Regions from separate parts of the Cricetulus griseus genome. Here region 1 is linked to region 2. A link is a contact called in public Hi-C data. All regions are on one chromosome and are shown on one strand. The core of a region is the stretch at or near the end of the contact, and the rest is flanking DNA. Distances in the headings are between cores, read along the strand shown. Region 1 holds the start of Ccdc74b (coiled-coil domain-containing protein 74B). Region 2 holds the start of Scarf2 (scavenger receptor class F member 2).

Region 1 (3,547 bases), core at 613-3,112, 150 kb after region 2:
CTCAAACAGTATGCCAACTCATGCTGCTGTGCTGGAGAAGAGCCCTCCCACCACTGCTCTCTGCATGTCTTCATGAAGAGCAAGCCTGGGCATGCCAGGATTGGAATATTTCCAAGCAAACATCTTTAACAATCAGATCACCAGATGACCTGAAAGCTTACTAGAGAAGAGAACCTTGGAACTCAATTGATGTGCCCTTGGGCTGTGCTGTTGGAGGACCGACAAGATGAAGCCACTATGGGCAAGTGGAAGGTTCTCAGATCCCTAAGGTTGCTGTGGAGATGGCAGGAAGGAGTCCCCAAAGTGACAATCACCTCACTGTGGTGATGGCACCACAGCTGCCATCAACTTCCCAGAGTAATGAGGTCCAGGGGATGGAGGCTGCCACAGCCACTCCTATTTCAGGAGTTCTGCTCAGCAGAGAGAGGGTCTGCAGCCTCCCTACTGTTCCTACTATACAGACCTCATCATGCTTTTGGTGCTGAGAGCAAGCAAGCCAGCTGTGGCTGGGGAAAGTGGCATGTGTCCAAATGCCCAGAACTGGTCCCCCCCTGAGTTAGCATGCAGGGCTTGGTGTTGCCACATGAGCACGAGTGCTAAGTGGTAGCTCCCAGCAAGCAGCTGAGTCCTACCTTTTTTCTGAGGCTTCTCATTCATGATTAGCTTGTAGTGGAGTTCTGAAAGCAAGTAAATACTCATTATCACACCTAAAATCTACAGCCACTCGAAACAGAAATGTGGCCTCTTTCCATGGGTCCCACCAGCTTTTTCCACCAAGCCTTGACCTCAGGCACCTCAGGTCAGAAATGCCTCTGGCTGATCCCTGTCATCCCCAACAAGGAGCCTATCCACTGGGCCAGTCAGGGACAGGAGCCCCTAGCAATGGGTTAGTGGGGTGTGACATTCAGACACAGGGAGAACCTCAGGAAAGCATCAAAAGAGGGTCCTACTGTAGTAAGGTGCCCAGAGAGGATCTTCGGCATTCCAGGAAGAGAGCACAGGCCCTGGGTGGGAAGAAGCTGAGGAGCGCTAGCTAAGGTGTGAGGCAGACTGAGGAGCCCGTTCATGTCACACAGAGGCCTGAAGTTCTGAGAGGTGGAAGGGATGTAGGGCAGTATCCAAGCAATCCCTGCCTATGATCTTTATGCTATTAGTTGGTGACCATTTACTTGCACTTGCTTTGCTGTTTAACTTCCGCAACGGTTTTAGAAAAACGAGGTGGGCCATACCCTGCTCTGGGCAGAGTGCACAAGAGGGTCAGCGTCTGTCTGGGCTGGTGGGCACAAAAGGACCACACGAGGACCAAGCCTGTCGGCGGGCTCTACTAAAGAGAAGCCGCCCACGTTCTTCTCCAAGACTGTTCAGAGTTGATGGCCGTGGCCTTAGCGCTGTAAATGCCGGGCCAGCACCCAGGGGCTCACCCTTGTTCTCCCGCTTCAGGTGCTCTATCTCCTCGTGGAGTTTGACCAGCGTCTCCGAGTGCTGCTGCTGTAGAAACTGCAGACTCTTCTCCAGGTCCAGGATCCGCTTCTGTGCCTCGTTGATCCCGAGCGGAGCCGGCGGCGGCCCCGCGTGCTGCAGGCCGACTGGAGGGCGCGGGCGTGGGCGGGCCGCAGTCCGGGAGCCTGGGGTTGCAGAGCTGAGGGGCCGCGCCCCGGCCGCCACCCCCGCCCCGCTCATGAAGGCGCTGCGGCCGCGCTCAGTACCCGCTGCGGGAGCCTGGCGCCAGGTCGCCATGGGAACGGGCGCGCCGGAGAGGGCGGGGCGCGCCATGGGGCGGGGCCTGCGGCTGCGTTCCGCCCGAAGGAACGCTCTCGACTCTTGAACCAGTCAGAACCGCCCACCTTTACAGCTTGTTTGCGGGTGCCTGTGGCCACCAGCGCTCTACATCGGGTCTCACTCCCCACCTTTAGCTTTTGAGCTGCGCTCTCTCTTCGTTGCTAGCTGGGCAGGCCCGCGAACCCCAGGATCCTCCCATCTCCCTGCCGCCCTGTGCTAAGATCCCGGGTGTACTACCGAATTTAGGTCCTCATACTTGGGCAGCAATCACTATACCTACTTTTGAACAGGGTCTCGCTCTGTAATGCAAGCTAGTCTGGAACGGTGATTATAGGTGTGTGCCACAGCACTGCTTTTTTTAAAGTCGGTCTTAGTCTCTCACTTTGTTTTAAAGTTTGCTTCTTAAACACATAGCAATAGCTTAAAAAGAGGGAATCCTTGTTGATATTAAGCAGAAAGAAAAAAAAAAAAGCTGTCTGAACACATACAGGAGAGACATCTAAAGAACAGGAGGACCTTTTATCCCAAAGCTTAGGAGGCAGGCAGGTGGATCTTTGTGAGTTTGAGGTCAGCCTGCCCTACAAAGCGAAATCCAGTCTTCAAAACAAATAAAAAAGACCATTTCAAACTGATCATGGAAACTAATATCTATAATCCTAGCCTTAGGATACATATCGAGTTTCATCATAGGCTACAGTGAGATCCTATTTAGAAAAGCAAAACAGGGAGATGGTTATAGTCCATCATGCAAAAGCCAAGACAGGAACTCAAGGCAGGACCCTGAAGCAGAAACCAATGAAGTAACACTGCTAGCTGGTCCCTCCCAGGCCCACCTGTCTAGAGATGGTACCACCCACAGCAGGCTAGGCCTACGTTAACAGTCAAGAAAAGGTTCCACCGGTTCAAGTTTGCTTTCCCTGGGTGTACCAAGTTGACAACTAAAGCTGTGACAGCAGGCAAGGACTTGCTGGGAAGCCTGACAGAGTTAAATTCCTCAAACCCACAAGATAGGAATGCTCACTCCACTCCTTCAACTTCTACTCTGACCTCTACACATACACCATGGAACATATATGCATTCAATCCATTCTTTTTCAGCATAAGTAAGTGTAAAAAAAATTAACTCTGGGGCAGGTGGAGGGGTAGTCATGGTAAATATGACCAATATATCGTATATATTATGAAACTGTCAGAGTAAAAAAAAAAATTAAAAGGATTCACTCCATAAATATTGATAGACTAGGCAGTGGTGATGCATTCCTTTAACCCCAGCGCTTAGGAGGCAGAAGCAGGATCTCTGAATTCTGAGACCAGCCTGGTCTACAGAGTTCCAGGACAGCCAAGGCTACATAAAGAAACTGTCTCAACAACCCCCCTCCCCCCCAAAAAAACAAGACCCTGATAGTCAGGGTTATTGATAAGGGTAATCATTCAGAAGCTTTGACCAGGGGAATTGAGAACACTGGACCCTCAAATGGCAACATCTCCTCCCCGATGAGGGGTTGCACTGGGAAGATGCTGCCCTGGAGCTGCTAGGACTCTTCTGGGGGCTGAAGGGATGGCTCAGCAGTTGGTCAAGGGCACTGCATAAGACTGGGGTTTGGCCCCAGCACCTCCAACACCTCTCTGGTCCCCTCCAGTAATGCATGCATGTGATGCACACACTAGCAGCACTTTTTCAAATAAACATTCTTGAAAAAAAAAAAAAAAAAAAAAAAAAGCTTTTGGAAGCCAGAGGCGATGCTTGTTCCAGATGGGCAGGAGCCAG
Region 2 (3,772 bases), core at 1,109-3,608:
TAAGGGGTCATACCATGGGATCTGCTCCAGTGTGGCCTGCCCCCTCAACACTAGCCTTGCTAATGCAACTGCCTACTGGATGGCATGACAACCTAGAGAGCTAAGCAGTGTCAAAAACCAGCATCCTCTGTCCTCTGTCTCTTCCTTCTCAGGTTGCCCCTTCCATGCTGGGAAGTTGAGACCATGCCCACACCAGATCTCCTGAGAAATAAGCCTGCTTTCTCTTCCAGATTCTACCGAAGTTGGGCTCCAGCCTCCAGCTAGCCCATCTGCCCTGGTGCCTCACAGCTCATCCTTATCTGGCTGGGTGTCCCCTCTATAAAAAGCAGTCTCATTCTCAAATCACTAGACACACCTCATGTGGGCTTGGCTCCCATACCCCCTTTCCCCCAGCATGTGCAGGGCTTCCAAGGAACCTTCTAGAAGGGGGAGGGGTGTTGGGTGAGCTGTGCCCCAAATGCCCTCAGAGCTGCCCCCCTTCTCTCCTGTAGGCCTGTGCTCATCATGGCAGGTCTCCCCTGATCATGCTAACAGAAACAGCACCCACCCCCCAACTCGATAACCACTTGCTGGCCAGGGCAGGGGTCTCTGCAGCGGAGTCCTTGCACTAAAAGGCCCAGCACGAAGCACAGCGTGATGTACTGGTTGAGCTCACACCTCTCCCCTCCTGGGCTTCATTCATTGTAATCACAATGATGGCCCAGACCTCGGGTGGGCACAGTCCAGAGACCATTCTTCCCACAAACGCTCCACACACTGTCACGGCAACCTACTCCCACCTCCAGCACCCAGGAACTGAGGCCCATCTAACCCCATTTTACAGAGATGGAGACAGACGCAGAAAATACAAGTATTTGTTCAGATCCAGACAGCCTGGCAGTCTGCTGCCAGGGCATGAAGGCAAATGGATCGCGGCTGTGGGTTAAGAAGACAGCCCACCTCCTGCCGATGTCGGCCGGCGGGAATATTGGAGGCCAAGGGTTCCCCCACTCCAGCTTGACCCACCACCCCAGCCCCATCCCTCGGCCAGCCTGTCAGAGGAGGAGAAGGCCTGGTGCGGGCTGATCGCCCTCCCCAGGCACCGCCCCGCCTGCCTTGCCGCTGCATTCCTGGGGCCGGGGAGGCCCGGGACGAGGCGGCGGCGGCTGCGATGCGAAGCAGATGGCTAGCCAGGCGGGCCCCCGCCTCCGAGGCGGGGCTCACCGCCGGGAGTGGTCTGCGGCGGCGTCTCGACCCGATTTCGGAAACCGCGCGGTCAGCTAGCAGTCCCTTGTCTACTTTGGACCTCCGAAACCCTGGCTGACGTTTCGCACCTCGGGCGGGGGTGGGGGGTGTCTTAGACCCAGGGCGGCCCCCGGGGCCCCAGCCTGGAGTGCCAAAACAGTCTCCCCAGCGCCCGCAGAGGCGCCCCACCGCGGGTTCCTCGCCTCTGTGCAAAGATGACTTGAGTGCGTCGTGGATCGGGCCGGCGGACAGGTCCCCCGGCTTCTGCGCCTACTCCGCGTCGCTCTTCACCCTCCGCGTTGGCTCCGGGCTCCATTGCCTTCTGCCTGGGCCTGTCCCACACCGGCTTCCCCAGCAAGATCCGCTCAGACACCCACCTCCGCGCACCCAGTGTCTCTCCCCCCACCCCAGGAGCCGACAGGGGTTCCCACGTCCTCCCATCGCGTCCATCATTGTCCTCACCACTCCTGTTTCTGATCCAACGTGAGCGCTGGCTTTTCCGTGCTCACTTCTACCACCATCCTCCTCCCACCCCGTCCTTCCAAGTCTCAAGACTTCCCCAGTGCCCAGCTCGCCCCCGAGGGTTGCCCCTTCGCAATTCTCACCCCCACTCCAGGCTCAAGTCACTGACTCCTGGAGCCTGTGCATATTCTCTTCCCTCCCTCGGAATGCCCTTCCTTGGCTTTGAGAGTAACTCTTTCCTGGTCTTTCCTGACAGTTCTGGGCAGCACACAGTACAACGTCTGGGGGCCCATAGCACTCCGTTATCCCCTCAGGTGATTTCTGGTTCGGTGGGCTCTGCGATGCACCCCGGGGGCCCAGGCTCGGCCTGGAACCGAGCCCAGGTCGCGAGGGAGGCCCGAAGAGACCCCTCTTACATCAGGACAAGTTTAGCGAGGTTCTGGATACCCCGGACCGAAACGGGGCGCCGCTACCCCCAGCCCTCTTCGCGCCCCACGCCTCGGACAGGCCCAGCTCCTACCCGGGCGCGCGGCACACGTTGCGGCCTCGAGGGTTCAACTCCTGGGGCGCCGCGAGAGCGGGCAGCAGCCAGAGCAGCAACAGCGGCGGCGGCGGCCCTCGGGCTCCCTGGCACCCGCGCCGGCCCGGCCCCCCGGGACCCTGCGCCCTCCATGAGGCGCGGGGCAGGCGCGGGTGCGGGCGCGCGGCCGCAGCAAGGGCGGCCGGAAGCGGAGTGCGAGGCCGGGCGGGGGGCGGCAGGAGGGGCGCCGGGCCGGGCAGGAAATTCCACATCGGCTCCCTGATCCTGGGCCAGCGCGGCCGGCCAGGCGGCAGCGCCCGCCCCACGCACCAGACCCCACCCTCCGGCCGCGCCTCCGCCCCTTTGCTCGGCCCCCGCCCCCACCTGGCCACGCACGAACTCCGGGACGAACTTGGTGAGGGCCCGCGCAGCGCTGCGGGAGGAAGGAGCTGCGGGAACCCGCGAAGGAGTCTTGGTCTGCGCCTTTCCTCCCCCCTCGTTAGACAGCCCTGAAGCCGCCAAGCCCAGGAGTGAGGGGGCCCAGCAAAGGCCCTGGGACACACACTGGCCTCGGGTTCTGGCCAAGAAACCCCAGTTGTCCTGTGTTGTGTGAGCAACATCTCCTGCAGCATGCAACAGACGACTTAGCACGATGTAGGCAAAGATCCGTGGAAATGCACTGGAGACCTAGGGAAATACCAGAGAGGTGGGAGCAAAAGGAACCAGCCTAGGTCTCTGATACGATGTGGAGGCAAAGACAGGGAAGAAGACATTGGAGGTGGAAACTGAAACCCGGAAGCCCAGTTAAGGGGTAAAGAGGAACTGGGGTGCCCAGGACATGGATTCAACTCAAGAAGGCTACTAGCTCCCAAGAGGGAAAACTCCAGAAAGTGGAGTCAGGACTGACGAATGGAAGACACTGTAGGGTAAAGGGGCCAGCCAAAGAAACATCCTGGCCCTGAACCCAAGGCCTATGAAAGAAACACACTGCCCCCGACCTACTCAATACAAAACCCAACCAATCCCTGAGCACGAAATCTAGCCAATCTCTGAGCTCGTCCAAGCTTAGGCATCGGAATCTGACCAATTCTCACCCTGGGAAAACTCTGCCTCTAAGAAGCCCTGTGCCTGTCCCATTTGCTCTTGTCTTCTTCCACCCTGGCAGAGGCAGCCACCCTCCTGGATTCTTCCCTCCCAATACATCTCTTGAAAGAGGTTTGGGTGCGACTTTCTTTTGCTGGAATACAGCGAAGTAATGACTTCGCTGGGGAAACCCCTACCTGAGCAGAGTTGTTACACTGGGGAACCCTTTACTTGGAGGACCGTGAGCCCCTCGCTTATGGTGACTTTGTGTTATTCCTTGGCTTCCAGCTACCTGGATCTCTTTCCAGAGACCCTTCTTACCTCAGGACAAGCAGGCATAGAGAGGCTACTAAGTAGTTTGATCTGTCTCTACCAAACCTGCTTTTCAGGCTCTATCAGGTAAGGGGAACAAGAAGTCTTCTGAGAGTTTTGTTAGTTTCCTTCACCAGGAACCTCCAGTGACCTTAGTATGATATCAGCATG

The links. A called contact is a pair of places that touch in the nucleus more often than the background predicts.
Region 1: a contact with region 2 is called in a Hi-C map of fibroblasts, with 2.2 times the contacts expected there. The contact joins the promoter of Ccdc74b here to the promoter of Scarf2 in region 2. A contact is called at or near these places in 2 of 8 Hi-C or Micro-C datasets (the CHL-YN cell line and fibroblasts).

The regions. Positions count from the first base shown.
Region 1 is chr4:71,686,787-71,690,333 of CriGri-PICRH-1.0, forward strand. Ccdc74b (coiled-coil domain-containing protein 74B) reads right to left here and starts at 1,863. Exons shown (of 8, transcript XM_027413176.2): 1 at 1,422-1,863; 2 at 633-677. The coding sequence starts at 1,773.
Region 2 is chr4:71,537,252-71,541,023 of CriGri-PICRH-1.0, forward strand. It overlaps Scarf2 (scavenger receptor class F member 2), which reads right to left and starts at 2,359. Exons shown (of 14, transcript XM_035444739.1): 1 at 2,321-2,359; 2 at 2,207-2,319. The coding sequence starts at 2,359.